Linked DNA regions of Columba livia: region 1 is linked to region 2. The links are chromatin contacts, called in public Hi-C maps. All regions are on one chromosome and are shown on one strand. Each heading gives the region's core, a stretch centred on a gene start, on an enhancer-like site or on the middle of the called end of the contact. The rest is flanking DNA. Distances are from core to core; before and after follow the strand shown.

What was found. Hi-C and Micro-C count contacts between places; a contact is called where the count stands out from the background.
Region 1: a contact with region 2 is called in a Hi-C map of liver, with 6 times the contacts expected there. The contact joins the enhancer-like site here to the promoter of PPIL2 in region 2. A contact is called at or near these places in 2 of 2 Hi-C or Micro-C datasets (crop and liver).

Annotation. Positions count from the first base shown.
Region 1 is chr17:8,152,066-8,156,772 of bColLiv1.pat.W.v2, forward strand. No RefSeq gene overlaps it. Among named protein-coding and RNA genes, the nearest start is that of MAPK1, 13 kb to the left of the region's middle. Within about 2 kb of position 2,931, at least 1 of the 3 cell types and tissues checked has an H3K27ac peak away from gene starts, as active enhancers do.
Region 2 is chr17:7,968,924-7,973,977 of bColLiv1.pat.W.v2, forward strand. It overlaps PPIL2 (peptidylprolyl isomerase like 2), which reads left to right and starts at 1,905. Exons shown (of 20, transcript XM_065033074.1): 1 at 1,905-2,062; 2 at 2,152-2,201; 3 at 3,255-3,300; 4 at 4,217-4,279; 5 at 4,448-4,499. The coding sequence starts at 2,031. It overlaps LOC102087493 (protein HIRA), which reads left to right. Exons shown (of 25, transcript XM_065033072.1): 25 at 1-438.

The DNA of each region.
Region 1 (4,707 bases), core at 1,681-4,180, 180 kb after region 2:
TGGGATCCTCCTTGCAAACACTTGAATGCTCTGTGGACATATAAAGAGGAAAGGGAATAAGACTTGATATGGTTAAGTGAGAGAGTTTTGTGCAACTTACGCTGCAAGTGAGGCTTGTGTAATACAGAGCAGTTTCACAGAGTTATGGCTAAAGCTTTCTTAGATGCTCTACATGAAGTTCTCCCTCCTCTTTCCTCTTTTCCACACACTCAGACTTAACATCTTCAGCACACTGATGCAGCTGAGTTGGAAAGAGCTATCCCAAAGGGAACTGAAGCAGAAAGAAGCAATGAGAGATATTTATTAAAACCACAGGCAGAGAATACATCACCCAGACACAATGAATAGGGAAATGGCACATGCAGCCTGAAAGTCTAGCCTCTATTTTCTGTCTGATAAGCTGGCTGGCCAGCCAGGCACACTGAGCAGCCCACAACCCCCCAGCTCTTCCCTCCCCGTGCTGCCAGGTGACGTGAGATTTGCTTTTTCCTGCCTTGCATTCACCATGAGAGGCTCTCCAGAGCCACACACCCAAGTCCTGCAGAAGCCTGTGGGCCACATTCCTCCAGGGATTACATCCATCCCAGCAGGAGAGAGGGAAGAGGGATGCAGGCCAAAAGGGATGGGCAAGCGTGGGGAGGGAGGAGCAGGAAAGGAGCTGCCTGCAGAGAACCTCAAGATGAACATCGGCAGGAGCAGGAGGACAGTACTGCAGCAAAGGGAGAGGGGAAGCAGCCATTTACTGTAGCAATATTATGTAAAACAGGGCAACAGGGCATCTAGATTCATCTGCTCTGGAGCTTGGAAATGAACCCATTATTCTCACGTTTCAACACTCATCCCTGTGCTGCCAGCAAATATCTAACAGCTGACAAGAAATGTCTCTGCCCGTTCTAGTGACGTGCACATCTAGCAGGGATGCTTTTCCACCGTTCCACGCAGGCAGTAGATGTTTGTGGGTCTGTGCTGTACCAGGGGGAGTGAATAATATGATTGCAGATTATTTTTTATTTTTTTTCAATGTGTGTGTGTTAAAAACGGGATGAGTTAAAAATTACATTATAAGAATATTGCAGTTGTGAAGTCCAACACTAAAAAAATGAGTATATACCTGAAGTAACAATGCCTGTTCCACCTTTCAGCTGCTACTTTAATTCAAAATACCAGGTCAGGCTCCCATGCCGTATTGCTCCCAGCTATAAAAAAAGAGAATCCTGACATTGTTATACTGGGCATAACTAACCTGCAGGATTGTACATGACTTGGGCCTCCATCGGTTTGTGTTGTGTTAAACTGAAATGGGCCGCAGAGAGGAACTCAATATCTTGCATACATCAGATGGCAGAGATTCTTTGCAGGATGATTTTCGGGCGAAGTGCCAGATATCACCAAAACTGTGCTTAGGAGGTGCAAAGTAGAGGAAAGAAAATAACACACAAAAAATTATATTCTGCTTAGCCTGTCCTCCTTTTGCAGGGGTTAAGAGAGAGATACGAAAATCAACAGAATTGCATTGATACTTACAGCTACTTCTTTGGGAGGAAAGAAGGGGGACTAAAAGCCCTTTGCTGATATTACCTTTAAAAATAAAATGAACATAACAAGAAGTTAACTCTTCAAGGAAAAAAAAAACAACAAACCAACAAAAAGAAAAGCGACCAACAGATGCACAGACAAGCACTGACTTCAGTGGAGCTGCAAGGCTGAATTTGGCTTGAATTCTGTGAAGTACTTTCAGAGCAGGAGCATACTGCATACAAATGAGCATTAAATAATTCGCATCATTAAGAGAGCGCTGAGCAGCTCATCTGGACTTTGAAAAAAGCTAAAGCAAATGTATATTGTTTGAATACCATTAGGGACAGCCATTAACTAGCATTAAGACATCTACAGTATCGACGCTTAGTGCTGTAATAAGAGACCCATCCTCCCTTCTAGGTTATTTTCTTTATTGATTTGTAGAATTTCTTATACACAAGCTTTGGAGTGCCACAGAGCTCAGCAATTCATGTAGGAATACCCATTAAAGAACTATACAATTACTTTTTTTTTATATCGCATCTTTTAATTTTGGTTTTATGGAAACATCGTCCTGTGTGTTTGGTGTAGATACCATAGACAATTTAAAACCCGATGTATATCAAAGCAACAAAGACACAAATAGGTAAATGGATTTATCCAGGGTGACAAAGAAGGACACAGTGTGACAGAAAGAGACTAAAGGTTTTGGATGCCCAGTTTAACCATTTTACTCCATCAGCTCTAAGCAGGGCTGCTGCAGGGGTAGGATAAACTACAGCCTCACACCGTATCTCAAACATGTTTCAGAAGTAGCACGGACAGTACAGGTCAGGTGAAGAATGCAAGTTGTGCAAAGAACCAAAGGTACAATACAGTTTAATGTGGTTGAAGGTATCCAAGTGCCAGAGCTGCAGGAGTTGATGAGTGATGGAATACTGTGAGCTAAATATGTGCAGCAAAGTGCATAGGGGGAGGCAGGGGCAGGCTACAGCCCACAGGCAGTTGAAGGGGAGCTGGAAGGAATCTTTAATGAAGGCAGAAATCATTCTGGGTGACTCAGAATATCGGTATTCACAAAGAGAATTGAGAACAGGCAAAAATAAATAAAGCTGAAAGCAAAACCCAAAGGCCAAATGCCTCTCAATAGCCAGAACACTGATATAATCTGAGCAACCAAACAACAGGTCCTTGTGAAAACCTCTCCCTGGCTGCTTCCTGCACAGCGGCCGCTCTCTGCGCTGGCGAAGGCTGCGAGCAGCTCCCGCTGCCCCGGCCGGGGCGCTTTGCAGCGGCTGTTGGGCTGACACCACTTTCCTTGCAAAACGCAGCCCCGGTGGTCTCCCCTCCACACCCCAGCCCTCGGCTTCCCCGTGACATCTCAACTAGCGCATTGTGTAACTTCACCGACTTCCCTTGAGCCCCGAGCAGCTCAGCTCGGCTTTCACGAGCTGCCAGCTTCTGTACATGTCACAGACACACACATCGGTCACTGACAGATTCCGAGATGCACTAGTTTTATTTATGAGCGGATTTATGCCAGCCAGCTTCCAGATCCTGCTGCCATCAGCCTAAAACGTATGCAGGCAGCATTTAACTAAAACCCCACGTTCTACAAGTTTTACAGTGAAGATTGAAAAACAAGATTTGTTTCAATTTTTTATGCAAAACCTTTTGCCTTTCTTTTTAAATTTTTCATTAAAGAGTAGTCAAAGAAGTTACATTTATATATATTGGAACTGAGATCAGTAAGACTGACAAACAGGAAAGACTTCCTGACACTCAGATCTATTAGTCAGTGGACCAGTCTCCCAAAGGAGGCAGCGGGAGCACAAGAAGTGCTTTAGCAGAGCCGGCTTTAAGTGCTCCCAGTGATGCAGGCAGCGCTCAAGGATTGCCATGGGACGCCTGCCATTAGCCCGCTAATGCACATCCTGCCTTGGCCTATTGCTACTTGGGAATAGCCTGTTGACTTAAAATTTCATTAACAAGAAAATATTGGAAGGCAATTTTCTGAGGGAAGGGGCGGGCCTTTGCAGCATCTCTTCCCATTGCAAAAGGTGGTTATTAGTCAGGGGGAGAAACAAATAATTTTTGTTAGTATTTGTATTAAGGTTTTGTTCATTAACCTTTCAGTAAACTACTTGAAAGTAAAAAATACTAAATTTCTTGGTTGCCCTGTCTCTTTTACCCTGCAGAAACCAACCACTTTCTAATCTCTTGCTAGCATTGCCAAATAAATACATAAACAGTAACAGAGTGACAGCCACCAGTTACCAAAAGGTTTAAGACTGAGAATACAGATCCACAATTTATTTAACTTAGAAAACAGACAAAACCAAGACACTAATTGGGATACAACAATTAAAATGCTACAATTAAAAAAAAAAAAAGTCTCAGACATTTTGAAGAGGAAGAACATAATGGGGAAAGAAAACTTGAACTATTTTTCAAGGGTTTTAATGTCAGGCCAAAACCAAACACTTGCTCCATAATCCTCCAGTTAGTGCATGGTGCACTGTGGAGCAGGAACGTTGTTTCAATGGTTCAAGCAGTCACTTCCAAACACCCTGTATTCAGACTCTAAATGGAACCTTAATACTCTAAATGGAACCTTAATACTGCATGTCTAGGGTTTGACGTTTACTTCAGTGTCCTCATCAATCAGCAATATAGCTAACGAATCAGCTTCTGATCTGCAGTAAAGGGGAAGGTCTGTCCCTGTACGATTTGATATTTCTAACATTTTTAAGAGATGAAAATCCATGGAAGAGTGGGAGGGGATTACTTTTTGTTTTCAAAAGCAGACTCACCAGTGCAACAACAAAACCTGCCTACACCGTTGAACTTGACATTTTCTTCAATGATTCTTTTCAGAAAAATATGAGACTTCAGGTGACTGATACGATAGAAAGGGGGAATTGGCAAAGCCATTTCGGCATCTAATTCATTCTCCCACCTCGAGTCCCTCGCCAGCAGGGGTTTCAACAGCAGCAGTGCTAAAGCAGCTGTGCTCCAGGGAGCCTGTTGAGAGCCAACACTAAGGACACGGTACCTTTAAAGACCACAGACATTTGGCCAGTTAATTCTGTCAGGGAAAACTCTTGACATACATCCACGCTTCATCCCATGCCGGTCATTCCAGCTGCTGGAACAGTTGTGTGGAATTAGCTGCATCAACAGAAAGCA
Region 2 (5,054 bases), core at 655-3,154:
AGGGTTTTTTGCCTGAGGATTTATTGAGGCTCAACACTAAATTAGATGAATGAGCCACGTAAAAAGAAATTTCATAAATATTAAGGTATTATGCAGCCAATAGACTCTTTCCTGTGAATATAATAATAATAATAAGAGGCTGTTCTAACACATGGACTATTTTTGTACTAGAATTTGCTAACTTGTAATATGGAATTTTATTTGGCCAATAATCAGGCTATCTCTACAAAGTCATCTTGTAGGAAATTTAACTCTAATTACAAAAGCTATGTTTCAAAATAATTCTACCAAATTAACATGTCATCTTCTGGTTTTTAATTTTTAAATGTTTGTAAAAGGCATTTTGGGGGGAGGGGGTGGGATACAATGGGGTGACTCTTTTTGTAAGTACAAAAATAAATGAACATTGCATTGGTTTAAAAAAACAAAAAGCAAAAACATGGTCTTGAATTATTACAGAGGGCACAGGCACCTCCGGAAATGTCAACGCAGACTGAATCATGTTAAAATGTCTAGAAATAAATAATACCAACTGGGTGATCTTTCCTCTGAAAGTTACATGGTTGTCTGGATCCTAGAGGGAAGGATCTTTAAGGCAATAAACCCCCTCATTTGGAGGGTTTTGTTGCCTCCTGCATTCACCCAACAGACACAGGATTACTTTCGTTTTTCTATGGCAATCTCATGTGTACCAGATGGGGAAAGTGAAGGTGGTAAGAAGAGCTACACAAGCTCCCCTGACCCATAGTCCAAAAAGGTAAATTGTACTATGACGAAGATTCACGTGCTGTTGCCAGTTAGTCTACGCTCATGGGAACTGGCATCATCTTCTTCATAAAGCAGAATCATAGAACCATAGAATGTTTGGCTTGGGAGGGACTAACCTCCTGCAGCGAGCAGGGACATCTGTGATCAGAGCAGATTGTGCTCATCTTGCACACGTGTATGCAGGTAAACAACCCGCTGAAATGATTAAAATGGGAGATAGACACCGTGTTCTGGGGAAAAGGTGGGTCTGGTCCAGAGCCTGGTGCAGTCTGTGGCAGTCTGGCTATCAGCTCCCGTGGATTTTGACTCTCGACGGTTCTGTGTAGGCAGCTGCCAGGATGGTGGTTTAACGAGGAAAGAACAAACGAGCATGTGTAGTTTTGGAGACATTTGATAAGTGAAAGCTGTGAGGCAGGTGGCTCTTTCCTCCTGCAGAAGGCAAGATGTTTGGATTCTGGCCATCCTCTGTTCAGCCTTGTGCTGTTTGTACCAGTCTGTAATGAATGCTGCTTAATAGGATTTAAATGCTGAAATACTTTTTATGAAGACCTGTCTCCACATTAGACACTATATAGGTTTTTGTACTCATTTTTTCTTGGAAAGTTCTGTCACTGCCATTCACCCAACGCACACAGGATTGTTTGTTTTTTTTCCTATGGCAATCTCACATGTAAATTCCACGCAACAAAGTTTATTTAAATGAAGATGGATGTTTTTCTTAAATTGGATATTTTAGCATTTTCTGCTTATATTTAGTATCTTTTTTTTTTCAGATGCAGGCTCTGAAAACTGTTTAAGGCTGTGTTACATTATCAAAGGAAGCCTGCAGCAAACCCAAAGAGGAACACTTTCAGCGTGAAAGTGGAAGCAGGCTCTTTTGGGCTCTTTTGAACAACCGAGCTTTTATTAATTAATGGTTTGGATGGAAAAGTGAGGCAGGTCCCAGGGAGGATTAGACGTTCTCTCTACATCGTGGCTCAAAACACCCGTCAAAACTCCCTCAGGGCGTCCCTGCCCTGGCGCCGGTGAGGGAGGATCCAGTAAGAGCTCCAGCAAAAACTGAACTAAACCCGGGTTTAGCGGGCGCGCAGCTCGCAGGCGTCTGGCCCCGGAACGCCGCTCGCCGCCCGTGTTTCCGCGCCGGGGCCTTTCGCCGCCGCACTCGCACCGGAAGGAGCCGCGGCCGCAGGAGTCCGGGTGCGGGCGGCTCGGCGGAGCCGGAGGAGCCGCGTTCCCGGGGGTCCCCGGGCCGAGCCGCCGCCATGGGGAAGAGGCAGCACCAGAAGGACAAGATGTGAGCGGGGGAGGGCGGGGCGGGGGGGCTGCGGCCCTGGTGAGTGACCCCCGTGAGTGACCCCGTGTCTCACCCCCGTGTCTCGGCAGGTACATCACGTGCGCGGAGTACACGCAGTTCTACGGGGGCAAGAAAGCAGGTAAGGGGCGGGGGTGAGGGGTGAACCCCGAGTCCAGTGGGGTGACCACACTGGGGTGCGGGGGGGTCTGGGCTCCCCCCGAACTGGCCTCTGACCCCCTGGGCTCTGCAGCTGCGGGTCACAGAATCCCAGAATGTCAGGGGTTGGAAGGGACCTGGAAAGCTCATCCAGTGCAATCCCCCCATGGAGCAGGAACACCCAGATGAGGTTACACAGGAAGGTGTCCAGGCGGGTTGGAATGTCTGCAGAGAAGGAGACTCCACAACCCCCCTGGGCAGCCTGGGCCAGGCTCTGCCACCCTCACTGAGAAGTTTCTTATCAAATTTAAGTGGAACCTTTTGTGTTCCAGTTTGAACCCATTACCCCTTGTCCTATCATTGGTTGTCACCGAGAAGAGCCTGGCTCCATCCTTCTGACACTCATCCTTTATATATCTGTAAACATTAATGAGGTCACCCCTCAGTCTCCTCTTGTCCAGCTCCAGAGCCCCAGCTCCCTCAGCCTTTCCTCACACGGGAGATGCTCCACTCCCTTCAGCATCTTTGTTGCCCTGCGCTGAACCCTCTCCAGCAGTTCCCTGTCCTGCTGGAACTGAAAGTCCTAAAACCAGCCCTGCGGATCCTCCTGAGACCGGCAGAAATTGGGGTTTAACTCCCAGAGGAGCTGTCCCCTCATTCACTGTGTGCTTGGAGGCAGTTAAACTGTTCATCATCAAGTTTAAACTTGGTGCTGTAGGCCTGCCAGAACTCTGGTTTGTTGTTGTTGTTGTTGTTGGATTTTGTGGCTGTTATTATTGTTGTTTTTTTTCATTGTTTCATTTTGTGTGTTGTTTTTTTTTTCTGACTGTATAATTTCACTTGAGGAGTTACTTGTGCTCTGCAGGACAAGTCTGATTTTAGTTACAGTTTTGCAAGTTTTAGTGCATTTCACTTTGTCATCAGTAAGTTGCCACCATGTATGTAGCAAAATGTAACTTTCAAGTGTTTCTTTGTTACCTAAAATACGATATATTTATTAAAATCAAGGTTTGCTTTGTGTTTTTCCCATAAACAGACCTTCCACGAACTAATTTCAGGCGTTTATCATTTGATCACTGCAGGTAAGACAGGAAATTTACATTATCATTATTAAACGACACATCCATCCATCAGGTGGTTGACATTGAACTGTTACTGAAGCCGTGTTCTTCCGAGGTTGTTACTTTCATTGACCTGTGCCTGCTGTGATAGTAATGCAGCAAGAAAAAAATACAAGAAGCAAAACAATATATGGACCTTCTGTTATTGGTGTCTGCAGAGGTTGAATCTGATGGCTAAAAGAACACACAAGTGAAAAAATAATTCAGAACAATTATCGGGTACATTCTGGTCTTTCAAATCTGTGTAATTGGGACTCGAATCTACTTTCCCATCAAATCTACTGCCCCATTTCTGTAGCCAGAACATGCTTCATCAATCATTTGCTCTCTGAGGCAGTGATCAGATAGATCGAAGCAATATTTATGCTCATTTTGGGGGTTTAGTGTTTCCTGCTTGAAGTTCTAGAGTGAAAGAGGGAATTTAGTAGAGGTGGGTTAGAAATCCTGTAAATCAAATAGTTCAAGAAGTTACCATCCATATCTACAAACTACTGCTACTCGGGTGAGAGCTGGGTGGGTTATGGCAGAACCTCTGCAGGGGATGCTGAATGTTTCAGCACAAAGAAGTGACCGTTTCTACTTGAACCGTCTTTTGTGCTGTTGGGGCCCGATATGGCAATGGGAGCTGGCTGGAGAGCACTAGAGCATCTGCCTCTCTGGCTGTGAGTGCCGACAGCTACGAGTTACTGAACTGCACCAGTTTCTTTCATGAATTTTGTGTTAACCTAATTTCTGTGGAATCAGGTAGTGGGTTTTGGCAGCCACTCAGTATTTTCATTGGCTTTAATTTGTAAATGAATCAGCAAAACGTTATTTGCTTCTGTCATCGCAAATTCCAACTGATTTTGCTAAACAGAATGTGTACTTTTCCTTCTAGTTTGTCTCTGCAGCCATTTGAATACCCAGTTTGCACACCAGATGGGACAGTCTTTGACATACTGTAAGTTACTCTCTTTACTTAGCTTTACTTTTGTCTTGCCAAACAGCTTGATTACAGCTGTGTAATCATCATTTGGCCTTAGCAAGTTGACAAAAATACTCCTGCCCATCAAAAAATAATAGAGGTTTTTGATGGGACTTGTCTCATTGCTTATCCTTTCTCTTTTAGGAGCATTGTTCCTTGGATAAAGAAATATGGAACCAATCCCATCACAGGAGAAGTAAGTAATGATGGGTATATTCACATGATACCTTTGCTTTCCTTAAGTTCAGTTTCCTATTTAATGTGTGGGAGAAAAAATGCCTTAATGAAAGCAAAAGAAGTTGAATGAGAGTGCCATTTTGAAGTATGATATTTGTGAGATCGACTTTGCTGAAATTAGTGTACAGATTTATTAGGGATCTCTCTATAGTGCTGAAAAAAAGGGGACTTCTAGATTTGAGACCTGGTATCCCCTCGGTGTCATCCTGCTGATGATCTTTTGAGGTAGAAAACAATCAGCCTTGGACTGCGTGTATGGAAGAAAGAAGAAAGTGTGTTTTGCTTTTCTTTGCACCGGATTGCCAATAGTGTGGCAGAGGAAATGTGCAGTTCATTTATATAGAATCCCAGGGTATCTTGCCTTCTTCACAGATGCGGCATAATTAAAATCTGTATAAATGGAAATATGAGCTCGTTTGTTACTGCTGGTGACACCCAGAGAGCTGGTGAAGGCTCCGTGCTGCTGCCTCATGTAAGCAGAGTTCCAGTCTGTACAGGGCAAGGTGCTGGCAAC